Regions from separate parts of the Mus musculus genome. Here region 1 is linked to region 2. The links are chromatin contacts, called in public Hi-C maps. All regions are on one chromosome and are shown on one strand. Each heading gives the region's core, a stretch centred on a gene start, on an enhancer-like site or on the middle of the called end of the contact. The rest is flanking DNA. Distances are from core to core; before and after follow the strand shown.

Region 1 (5,464 bases), core at 2,610-5,109, 160 kb before region 2:
ATGTTTTCTGGAGCTTTTCTAGATTTTTCTTAAAGTGAATTACATGTTTTACTTGTGCCATATTGGTATTGCTTACTCAAGAGGAATCACTACCCTGTCTGGCCCTGTGCCTTTGGACTTAAGTGGTGTTGAGTTATCCAAAGATGCCCCAGCCCAACCTGTCCCATAGACTTAGGCCCACTTCCCAGGATGCCAAAAGTTCCGCACCTGTCTGAGATATAAAATATTCACCCTGGGCTCTAAGGTACTTTCCAGATTCTAGAATGTCTTTCTAGATAGTTCTTAAGCTCAGATGTCAGTTCATGCGGCTTCTTTTTACTCCGATGTCTTATCACTGGAGTCCTCCAGTCTGTGGTCCCAAGTGGGATGGTATTCCTGTGTTTGTGCAGGTGTCAGTGGGAAGGGTCTCTGAGATGCTTTTCAGCTATTGGTCCATATGCAATGCTCTTGCAATGTGCCAAGCCTCATTGAGTACAGTTGGTTTCCTCAGAGATGGAGTAGAGTAGAGGAAGAAAAATGATACGTGTAATAATCCAACACTGTCCGCTTGACTAGCAGGGATACTAAAGCCCAGAGATGCTCTATGCCTTCCTAGTCTTATGTACAGTGTATATAGACACAGAGGGTCAGACTCAGCTGTGGGTCCCTTAATTATATTAAAGATCTTCTCTGGGGTGGAGAAGGGACACCCACCTTTTCCCTTCATTTCTTATTTCTGAATCACTTTTTAGTTCAAGACCCCAAAAATATACCCCCTGGGCTGGAACGGCCAGACTTCAAAACTGCCTTTGAAATAGGACACTGTGGGAGAATGCAGAAACTCCAAAACACATTTATCAAAGGATTCCCCTTTCGCCACATGGTGATTTACAATCCTCTCCAGTTCTGCAGTCAGTGAACGATGTTTCACCCAGACCCAAGTGTGAGGCTGCAGCTTTAGTGAAGGATTTGCCCAACACACTGGCCACATGCAGATGAGGAAGGGGAGTAGGGAGATGATAGAAAGAACAAGGGACAGAAGAAGGAAGCAGAGAGCAGGGAAACAGGAAATGGGGACTGGGGAAGAAAGAGATGAAAGAAGAGAGAGGAAGTAAGGGAATACAGAAGAGAGGGAAGGAAGACTTGCAGACCTTGCTGCCTAGCCTGAAGTCTAGAATTTTCTTCAAGGCCTCTAAAGAAAGCAAGTGTCACTGCTTGGCAATCCTTAGCACTGCACTCTATGTAAAGGACAGCTCGGCTGTGGTCAGGTGTCGCAAGCAACTATGAGGTCAGTGGTCCCCATTCCTTTTTTCCAGGTAATCTCCTGCATGACAGGAAAGGTGACTCTATGTAGCACCTTTGTTCTCTGGCTGAGAGAACCAATCCTATTCAGGTGTTTGGAGGAACACTGCTCAGGACTTGGGAGAGTGGTTTTTCCAGTCCTTTGACTTTCCCTGGGCTAGGAAGGCAGGAGGTTCCCTGAAGATTTCCATAGTGAAGTCCTGTATGTAGGGAACTTCAGGAACGTCTTATGCAGAGCCCACCAGGGACAAAGAAAACTTGTAAGACACTGGCAAGGAATCCTGGGGCTGGGGACCAGATAAGAGAAAAGCTATTGGTTTGAACTTTCAGAGAGGGCTGAGGAGGGTGTGTGTGACATAGCTGGCTCTCAGCACCACTGGCATTTGGTTGCAGAGAGAGCAATAGCCAGTTCTAATGTCTCGAGCACAATCACTAAAACCAAGCTGAGCCACGTGACTGCCATGCTGTGTTTTCAATTATTCCTTCTCCCCTCTCTGTCTCTTTTGGTGCTAGGCCTAGAGGGAAGTCCCTTTCCACAGAAGTGAGGCTCTGGTCTCTCCACCTCAGCCCTTGCATTCCTTTCCCATTCATGTTTTCTGGGCTGATGAGGCTTGCTTAGAGCAGTCTCTGCTCTCAGAAGGAGGGTGAGTGCCTTGCCCTCTGCCTTCTCCTTCCCACTCCATGGTCTATGTCATCTCTCAGGAGAGCCCAGCCTCAGAAATGACCACTCCTTGTAGAAGGGCTTGCTTTTTATAGCTGACAGGACTCACTGGACACACTCATGGGGTGAGCAGTCTCCACCAAGAAATCTGAGCCTCATCTGGTCTAAGACCTGCATGCAGCCAGTGTCCCCAGCCAAGGGAGCCTATGGCTTTGCACCTCAACCTCAAAGGACCCCATAGATTCTTTGCTCTAGAAGATGCCTAATGAGTGGCTGGTCATGGCTGGGGAACTTGTAGGTGAAGAGAGGACATGGGGGAGAAAGGGAATGGGGTATATAATCTGAGGGTCTATGGAAATTGGTAGATCAAGACATTCAGAACCAGCTGTTATGAGTGAGAATGGATGGAGGGAAAGGCAAGCATTGGCTGGGGTGGAAGTAGCCTAGAAAACACACTATCTCCTGGAAATCATTGTTTTCCAGGACTTAGACTCCTAGTAGTATACCAAAAGACTTTTATTCCAGGAAGATAGATACACTTTTAAGACTAAACCTGAAAGTTTTGATTCGTTTAATGGAATAAACATCATAGCGTCAGGTATGGTTGGATCCAGCTGCTGTGTGACAGCATCTAGGCTTGGTTCTGCTCACATTCCCCTGACCTTCTGCTCCTTGTGCTTTTCTCCACTTCTCACCCCATCTGCCTGATGTCTGTCTGAACCTACCATGTCAATTTTCCTCTCCACACAGTAGTGCTTAGCAACTCATCCTTAGCTCTTCCTCGTCTGGTTTCAGATACTCCTAGAAGGATTTTATCATAAAACTTATTTGTTTTCAAGCTGTCAAATGGCTAATGTACAAGTTCTGGCACACACACACACACACACACACACACACACACACACACACACACACATCATGCACGTCCAACTGAGTATGATCTGAAAGGAAGGAGGTTCAACCAAAGTTATGATCTACAGAGATGTTGCCACGGAGCTGCCAGTTCTGGGGATTTGACAGGACAGTGAGTTGAGGACCTCCTGTGCTGGAGACAGCAGCCGGAGGGCAGCCCTGATGGTTTGGATTTGAAAGGGGATATCTGAAAGAGAAACAAGTAACAGGAAGAAAAAGGCACTGAGAACCCAAAGACCATGGACAGATTCAGATCAATCCTCTCAAGACAAAGCTAGTTTCAGCTTTGTGTTTGAGGCTGAGGACACATTGAATGTGGAACTGATACGGGAGTTTCCATGGCTCTAGGGGAAGGAAGCAAAAATGTGGTGCCGGATCTGGAAGCAGTGGTAAGCTAAGGAGAGAAAGTGCAGAGCACAGAGCATTTATTCAAGAGTACCAGGCAGGGTGACAGGAAGGGCAGCTGCAAGAATAGACTAAGGAGCCAGATTTATTTGTTTTTCAAGATAGGGTCTTGTCTGTCCCAGGGTGGCCTTGAACTCACTACATAGCTGAGGTTGTTCTTGAAGTTCTGATCCTCCTGCCCCTACCTCCCAGATGCTGGGGTTACAGGCACCACTGTGCCTGGACTACCACATAGTTTTAGGGCAGAGGAGGGTTGATGTGCGAATCTCCATGCAGTAAGAGTCACTGAGCAAAGCCAGCTTGGAAGCTCAGGATCTAGCCACACTGCATAGTTTCGTGGTGGTCACTGCCCCGTGCTTTGGCCATCTTTCTGTGACAAGAGGACATTATCAGATCCCACAAGGGTTTATGAGGACTAAGTGGTAAAACAATCAGAGCACTTCCTGGCCCACTACAGTAGTGACATTTTGAAGTCACTGAGTGCATGACAGAGATAATTATAGAAACACAGCACATTTGTTGGCCAGTACTGGAGCCCAGCTGGTGGCCATGAAGGTTTCCTTGTACCCATCTGCTAAAGAATGAGTGTGGCCTTCAGGGCTCAGAAACCTGTCCCCAAGCACAGCTGTCACTACAGAGCCAGTCCTTTATGGGTGGAATTCTATCATGTGAACTAGACAGGCAAAGAGTAAAGGAATTTGGGATATTGGCAAGGGTTTCCTCATGAGATGGACAACACTGAGTTAAATTTTTGAATAATATTTGTTTATTTAGTGTGCACATGTATGGTTATGAACACATGCATCAGAATAGATGGTGGAGCTTCAAGGTCAGAGGACAACTTGGAATCGTCAGCCTTCTACTATGTGGGTTCCAGGGACCAGACCAAGGTCATTAGGCTTGGTGGCAAGCACCTTCATTCACTTCGACATCTCATTTTGTCAGCCCAAGATGCAATGGTGCTTTGTGTTTGTTTGTTGTTTTGTTTTTAACATTTAGTGTGTGTGTGTGTGTTTTCCAGGTGTTTCAGGCAGTATCCTAAGAAGGCATTCTCTTTGGGGGGCACATGAAGATGTCTATGTCAGGAAAAGCTCTGCGCATCACCTGACTCCATGCTGCACGGGCACTAGCAGCAGGGTGGGTCGCTAAGAGCATCCCACAGTTTGTTGTTCTGGCAACAGGCTTTATTTTGTGGCTTGGACCCAAGTCAGAACTTGTCTGGCTACAGCATGAGGCTACTTCACCGCCTATCTCTTGGACACTGGATCCGTGAGAGGTGCCTCTTGACAAAACTGTGTTGGGCCGTGTGCCTGATGGGGAGAGCCAGTTTAGGGTTATGAGGCTGGGGGAATAAACCAGGGGAGTGGCTGACAGAGTAGGTGCTCACAACCCTACTTGGTACACTGGTGTGACTTAGGGCCTGAGGAAGGGCACGTGTGTTTGTCAAGAGCTAGCTGTGTGCTGAACTGTCTGCACTCAACCCAGTCACGACAAACTGGCAGATCTTCATCTGGGATCCTAACACATGCCTCAGTGGTCACTGGGCTGAGCCCTGGGCTCTTGAGTTCTTTTGGAGACACTGCAGGAGATACTAAGGAGAACACGGGGACCAGGGCAGTAGGCTCCGTCCTCCTTGACTTCCTCCTTGCTATGATCTACAGGCTAGAGTTTCATTTAAAGATTAGCTTCCAAGTTTAAAAGCCTCACAAAGCCACGGTCCCCTAAGCCTTTCCCATGATTCTGAGTCTTAGCCCATTAGCTAGCACCATGGATTTAAATTTCTTTTCTCTGCTCCTCGGTTCCCCTGTCTTTAGGATGTAGGTTAGAATAAAGAGTTTAGGCTTGGTCTCTATGAGCCTGGACTTGGTGTTAACCCCTTGAGTAATCTAAGCGCCATTTGTCCTGCAGAGGAGCTGGGTGCCGGGACTCATCTGCCCTGCTTCATGGGCACCGGAGTTCAGTTCCTGGACTTGAGCCGGCAGCAAGTCACACTACTTCCCATTTTTTCTTTCCTCCAGGGACTCATGCAGTGGCAGCTAAATCCAGTTCATCTGTCACTCACCGGCCAAGGCCTGGAGAACAGGAGAGGAAGAAGCGTGGCCTCACTTCCTCTCTGAGGATGGAACCCCACGGCCACTCCGGAAAGAGCCGGAAATCCACGAAATTTCGCTCCATCTCCCGTTCCCTGATCCTCTGTAACGCCAA
Region 2 (6,263 bases), core at 3,237-5,736:
TTGTGTCATGGATGGGACTGAAGACCACACTTCCTAACAGTCAGGCCACACCATTGTTCGTAGGATGCTTCACACATCCCCTGTGCATTGACCTCATGAGGCAAGCATTCCAACGGGACCAAGGGGAGTCTGTCCAGTTTTGTTGTTCTCATGATGTGATACACAACCCTGTAAGCCAATCTCCCTAGGGGCTTTTGAAAGCCTCCTAACCACATTATCACTTTTCTGTGTAAAGCAAACTTAGTGAGAAAACAATTATGGGATGGACACCAAATGATCCCCAAATGGCCATAAAACAGAGATGGCAGTCAGCAGAGACAGAGGAAAACCACTGATGATTCCCGAAGCTGTGTTTGAGTTCTGTTTGCTTGGTTCTTGAATTTCTATCACTCTTCTTCTGTCTATGACCTCTCTGTCCTGTGTCTTACAAGCCCACACCATCCTAAGGTTAAAGTACAAGTCATTAACTTGGTGTATTCTAGGAGAAGATGATGTGGCCTGGACAAGAAGAATGCGAAGATCTTTCTGTATAATACAGAGTGAATTAGAATATTCGCTCATTATTCCTCCCACAAACTGGCTTAGAACGACATCCTCTGGGCATGACACAGCTTCTGCACTTTTGAACTCAGCAGCTGTGATTTCTCTAAGGAGATTTGCACATGACTAGGCTTTCTGTTACAAAGGAAGGGAGAGGCTTATAAGAACTATAAGGAGCTAACCAAGGGAATGGTGAGAATGGAGAGAGGCATCAGTGGTTGAAAGCACTTGTTGCTCTTCCAGAGGATCCAGGTTTAGTTCCCAGCATCTACATAGTGGCTCATAAGCATCCTTCACAACAGCTCAAAGAGATAGGATCCCTCTTCTGGCTTTTTCTAGCACCCACTAAAGAGGCACCCAGATATACATGCAGGAAAAAAAGTCTACAGACACACACACAGACACACACAGTGACACACAGACACATACTCACAGAGACACACAGACACACACACACACAGAGACACACACTCACAGACACACACACACACACACACACACACACACACACACAAATAGGAGAGAGACATAAGACCTTCAGCCCCAGGACTTACTTATTAGCTAACTGTTGATGGGGAAGAGTAATTTTTTCTTCAGTTGTGTAGCCTTCAGTTGCCTTTGCTTCTGTGAGTAAGCCCTTACGCATATTCCCGTACTCAGATTAAATTCACCGATTCACCAAAATGTATGAGGAAGGAATCATTCCTTTGTTTCTCCCGTTGGTGTTCTATCTGGGTGAGTTAACGTTCATTTAGTAAAGCTTCATGCTCTCACAAACATTTAGTAACTTCTATCTGACCCAGTATACTTCCTTAGGAAATGAGAAGAAAGTATGCAACACCCCCTCCCTTCCCCTAGAAGCAGCTTGCCGAAGACTAAGCAGAACGAGGTCATGGTTTTGCTGGGCAGATGCTTGGAACTGAGGAAGGGAAGAGGAAGGGAGGGGAGGAGGGCTGCCTAGCTTCAGTCTTCAGGGGTAAGTTCGTGTTCTGAAAGCACAGTGGTAGGCAAGTGAGGACATAGGCTGGCCAGTCAGGACAGAAACCTTCAATGGCCTGTGGGGGCAGATGAGATCTGCTGTACTTCTCTGGCTGTTAAGACCATGCCTCAGAACCTAGACAGCCTACTTGTTCATTCCCAGGCCATGTTGGCAGGAGACACCAGCAGCCATGGAGTCTGGACTCCTGAAGACCAGAGAAGATGCAGATCAAAGGAATCAGAACCTGCAGCTTAGCTTATGGCCATCCAGGAAACCTGAGCTGTGGGAGTTTATGGCTCAGAAAGTCCTTAGAACATGGATGAAGACAAATGAAGGTTTATAGAAGGTCTGAAGTTCATTAAATAAAGCCTTCATTCATTCGTTCGTTCATCCATCCATCCATCTACCCACCCAGCTACCTATTCATTCATTCATTCATTCATTCATTCATTCAGTAATTTGTTGATCAATAGTGATTGGTGCTCACAATATGCCACTCTGTTCACTAATGTCTAGGACATAGTTGCAGGTGATTTAGCTTGTTTGGTGCTGCTATAACAGGCTACCTAAGACAAGGTAACTTATAAGGAACATAGATTTATTTCTCACAGTTCTAGAAGCTAGAAAGTCCAAGACCAAGGGGTATGCATATAATGAGGGCAATCATGCTGTATCATCTCTTGGTGGAAGCCAAGAGGCTGAGATGGGACAAGAAAGAGAGTTGGCCAGTGTGTACCTTTCTCTTTCTTTTTATAACACCATTGATCCTATCATCTGATACCTCCTTGGCCTGAAGACTGAATCTATCCCCCTATACCTTCCAGAGTCCCCAGCCACATATGAATTTGGGAACTGTGTCCATCAATCACACACAATCAAGGAATGTGTTTAGACTATAGTACCAGGTATCACTGGGCTCTTCTGTGAATCTCATGTCATGGTTCTGGCCAGCCAGGTCTTTCCCTGCTGTTTATACAGCATCAGTTTATACAGTATCCTATCACGGAACCACACAGTCCAGTCAGCTTTTCTGTAAACTTCACAGCATTCTCTGTGTCAAGGCAACTCTTGCTCTGCTATTGTCCTGTGTGCTTTCCTGGATGCATGCCAAAAAAGGAGAAGGATGCTGTCTTAGTTGGGGGGCTCTCTATTGCTGTGATAAAACACCATGACAACTATAAAAGAAAGAATCTATTTGTGCTTACAGTTTCATAGGCTCAAGAGTCCATGATGGTAGAAGGAAGGTAGGAACAGCTGAACTCATATCTTGATTCCATGAGCATGAGGCAGAGAGTGCTGACTCAAAATAATCTTTTGAAACCTTAAAATCCCATCCCCAGAAACATAAACTCTCCAGCAGGGCCACATCTTCTAATCTTTTCCAAACAAGCCACCAACTAGAGACCAAGTATTCAAACATCAGCCTATGGGGCCATTCTAATTCTAACCACCACAGACCACCTTTTAGGAAACTTTGTAGACACAGAATACTTGAAGCCACCTTAAGATCGGTAGCTCCACCCTCTAAAATTTGGGGGATTGATTTCTCATGTTTACATTGACATTTGGGGATCCAGATCTGGCTGGCATGGCAATACCTGGAGCTGTGTGAGGTCCCTGGAAGCCATCTTTTCCATAATTTCTGCAGAATTAATTGCAAACCTCATACACAGGATCAGAAAACACCACCACCACCACCTCTGCTTCTTGTGTTTGATTCTTGGCAAAATCTGGCTTATTGGTACACACGTATGTTTTTGTGTGTTTAAAATGGAGTTATGATTTTCTCAGTGCTGAAGGAAGTCCTATGTCTTTCACTAAAACTTGAATGTCTTTCTATCTTATGACTCAAATAGGTTGATTTTGGAATTCTCCTGTGACAGGGAAAGTAATATGCTTCAGAGGGTCTAGGTGCTGGTAGTTAGAAGCTGTTATGTTTTTTAAACAATATGAGTAGAGTGGACAGCTACCCCTCCAGGTAGAAGCGGTGGGGCCTATAGTGAATAATATTTCAGTTTCACTTTTCCTACAGCAGCAACTAAGAAGGCAAAACATGTAATGGAGATGCAGGATGACAGGGCTGACCTCAGCCTGGGTCCCTGAGAGACCTAAGCAAAGCTCTGCTGACATTTGCACAGGCCACAAGTGAGGAAGAAGACTGTACTGTAAGCCTCTCATCGGCTGGAGTCATCTGCTTCCACTCTGTAGCTGACCTAACATACCTTCTGCTCTCTCAATTTCTGCTTCCTTTCCTGGCTCCATAATTTGCTCAAGCCATCTGTCTGCTTATGGAGCCATTTGCCCTCTTCCGGGTTTATAAAATTTTATGTGTCCTGCATGGTCTATTTCAGGTTATCATTTGCCCAAGGATCACCCCAGTCTCTAGATCCTCTTGGTCAGTGTTGGTCATACGCTTCTCTAGTGATAGGAAGAAGAGTGTGTTCCATTTATACCAATTGCCTGCATACTTCCCTTAACTCAGAGCCCCTTGCCCACGTCTGATTCATTCAGAAACCTGAGAGCACAGCTCAGCAGTCCATGGGAGCTATAAGAGAACCTTAGTTTGTCTGGACCAAGTCTCATGAAGATAATACTGTGTGAAATAATTTTTAGTCCTCTGTTTTATGTAAAACAGTGGAAGGAAATGGAAAGCAGAAAACAACAGCAATAGCAATTTTTTCTTACATGAAGAAATGTGATGTTTAGAGTATATGAACAGCAAGCACATATGGCTGGAGAAGATAGCAGAGGGAAGACTGATGCTTTCTGAATGCCAGAGTGAGAATTAGCAGACACTTGGTAGATCAGACCCCCTTTGAAAACCTATCCTGTGGCTCCCAGATTCTCCTCCATGCGGGTCGGGTCAAGAGCTGAACTGGAGATTAATCAAAGCTGCTTAGTAGGCACAGAAGTTTCTTACCGCTGGGAATATCCCAGCGCTAACCAAGACAAAGTCTCCATCTTGTGGCTGCATTCAGATCTGCATCCACTCTTAGTTCAGCACCAAGAAGGCAGAAAGTTCGGCAAAGGTCAGGGACATCTGTTTGCAACAGAAACACATTTCTGTCATTTAAATACAGGGAGGTGGGTTCATCCACAGCAACTGGGCAGGAATTCCCACTTTCACCCCTCACCGTGTATTTGTTCTCTAAAGTTGAACGGCACCCCTGTATCTGCCGTTCCACACTCCCTGACCTATGTTCTCTTTCCCTACCTCTAAAGCTGCTGCGTCCACCTCGGCCGGCCGGCAAGGAAGACACAACATGGTCGGATTCTTCTCAACAGCCTTTATTGCAGGAACGTCTCAATGCTGCTATGGGGACCCCGGGAACCCAGGGAGGTTTGCTTAAATACTCTCAGCCCCCCTCCACTCACGGCAGGCCACGCCACCTCACCATGCACACAGCTTCAGCCAATCAGGGCGGCAGGGGCATGTCTCCACCAAATATGGACTTGTTTACACCGCCAGCATCATGGTGCACCTGCACAGTTCTCACGATGGTCGTGGCTTATTTTCAGGTGTATGAGGAAGTCAGGTGCAAGTCATAAGACTTAGCTGCAGTCCTGGGCGCCATCTTGGGACTGCTGCCACACCCGCTCCTTACATAAAGCCAGCAAGGTAACAACTCACGTAGGTCTCTGATTGCCTTCCTATTCTCCCACCCCCACCCTCATGCCAAGTCCACGGAGATCACCCGGGAAAAATCTCACTATCACAGGACCCACAGTTTAATCACATTTAGAAAGTCATATTTGCCCTAGAAGAAAACTTCCTCAGCTTCTAGGGTAAGGCTCACTGTTTTGTGGACCATTGTTCAGCCTACTGTGGGGAGGAAGAGAAAAGGGTCTGTGGGAGTATAACGGTGAGCATGGTGGCCCCTTACAGCCCATTCTTTGCCCACACTGGACTATAGCCATAACTGGCCACTCACTGTCTTTAGTGCTGTCTTTAGAGCGCCCAGAGTGGTTTCTGGATAGTAAGTCCAGGGTTAGGGCCACCCTCCCTGCTGAGTACTCCTCTTGGGAATGGATGCTCAAACCAGTACCAGGCAGCCCAGGATACCCCTACCGCCACTATCATCACTGTGAAAAGAGAATTTATCTTTGTGTCGACTGTCTGGAGGGACAATAAAGGTCAACAGGCTGTCTTTATAAAGGACTGTAACCTTGTGTTTGTTTGTGAGCCTCTATTTGACTTTTTTTTTTTTAATTATGTATGTAATGGCTTGGGGATGGCCCTGTTACTGAAGTCTTTGCCATGAGAGCATGAGGATTTGAATTGGCTTTGCAGAACCTATGTTAAAAAGCCAGACATGGTGGTGACATGTTCTTGTAACTCCAGGATTGGAGGAAGTGACAAACAGATTCTGGGGGCTGCCAGTCAATCTAGTCTCCCTGGTGAATGGCACATCAATGAAGCCCTTATCTTAAAGACAAGGTAGACAGTGGATAGAACATCAAAGCTTAATCTCTGACCCCTAAGGCACGCATGTATTCACGCACACACAGGCACCCATGTGGATAAGTGAATACACACCCCACACAAACACAAACTATGTGCTTTTATTATCTGGGAGGTTTTTTAAATTAAAGTAAAAAATATACTTAAAAAGACAGAACTAATAAAAGCAGTGCACTTTCAAGGTAATGAGATCGCTGTTCAAAATATCTTGTGTTTTATTATCGTTTTTTTTTTTTTAATTGTTTCAGAAGTATATTGGCTCCAAGGAGAATTCCCCATAGG

What was found. Hi-C and Micro-C count contacts between places; a contact is called where the count stands out from the background.
Region 1: a contact with region 2 is called in a Hi-C map of cerebellar granule neurons, with 2.9 times the contacts expected there. The contact joins two enhancer-like sites. A contact is called at or near these places in 1 of 484 Hi-C or Micro-C datasets (cerebellar granule neurons) and 3 of 9 other capture datasets (adipose tissue, liver and pancreatic islet).

The regions. Positions count from the first base shown.
Region 1 is chr7:83,722,511-83,727,974 of GRCm38.p6, reverse strand. Il16 (interleukin 16) reads left to right here. Exons shown (of 19, transcript NM_001360087.1): 2 at 5,278-5,464. Among named protein-coding and RNA genes, the nearest start is that of Il16, 7.2 kb to the left of the region's middle. Within about 2 kb of position 3,859, at least 13 of the 459 cell types and tissues checked have an H3K27ac peak or open chromatin away from gene starts, as enhancers often do. A contact at or near this core is called in cerebellar granule neurons, where this site is marked.
Region 2 is chr7:83,566,479-83,572,741 of GRCm38.p6, reverse strand. No RefSeq gene overlaps it. Among named protein-coding and RNA genes, the nearest start is that of Tmc3, 15 kb to the left of the region's middle. Within about 2 kb of position 4,486, at least 19 of the 459 cell types and tissues checked have an H3K27ac peak or open chromatin away from gene starts, as enhancers often do. A contact at or near this core is called in cerebellar granule neurons, where this site is marked.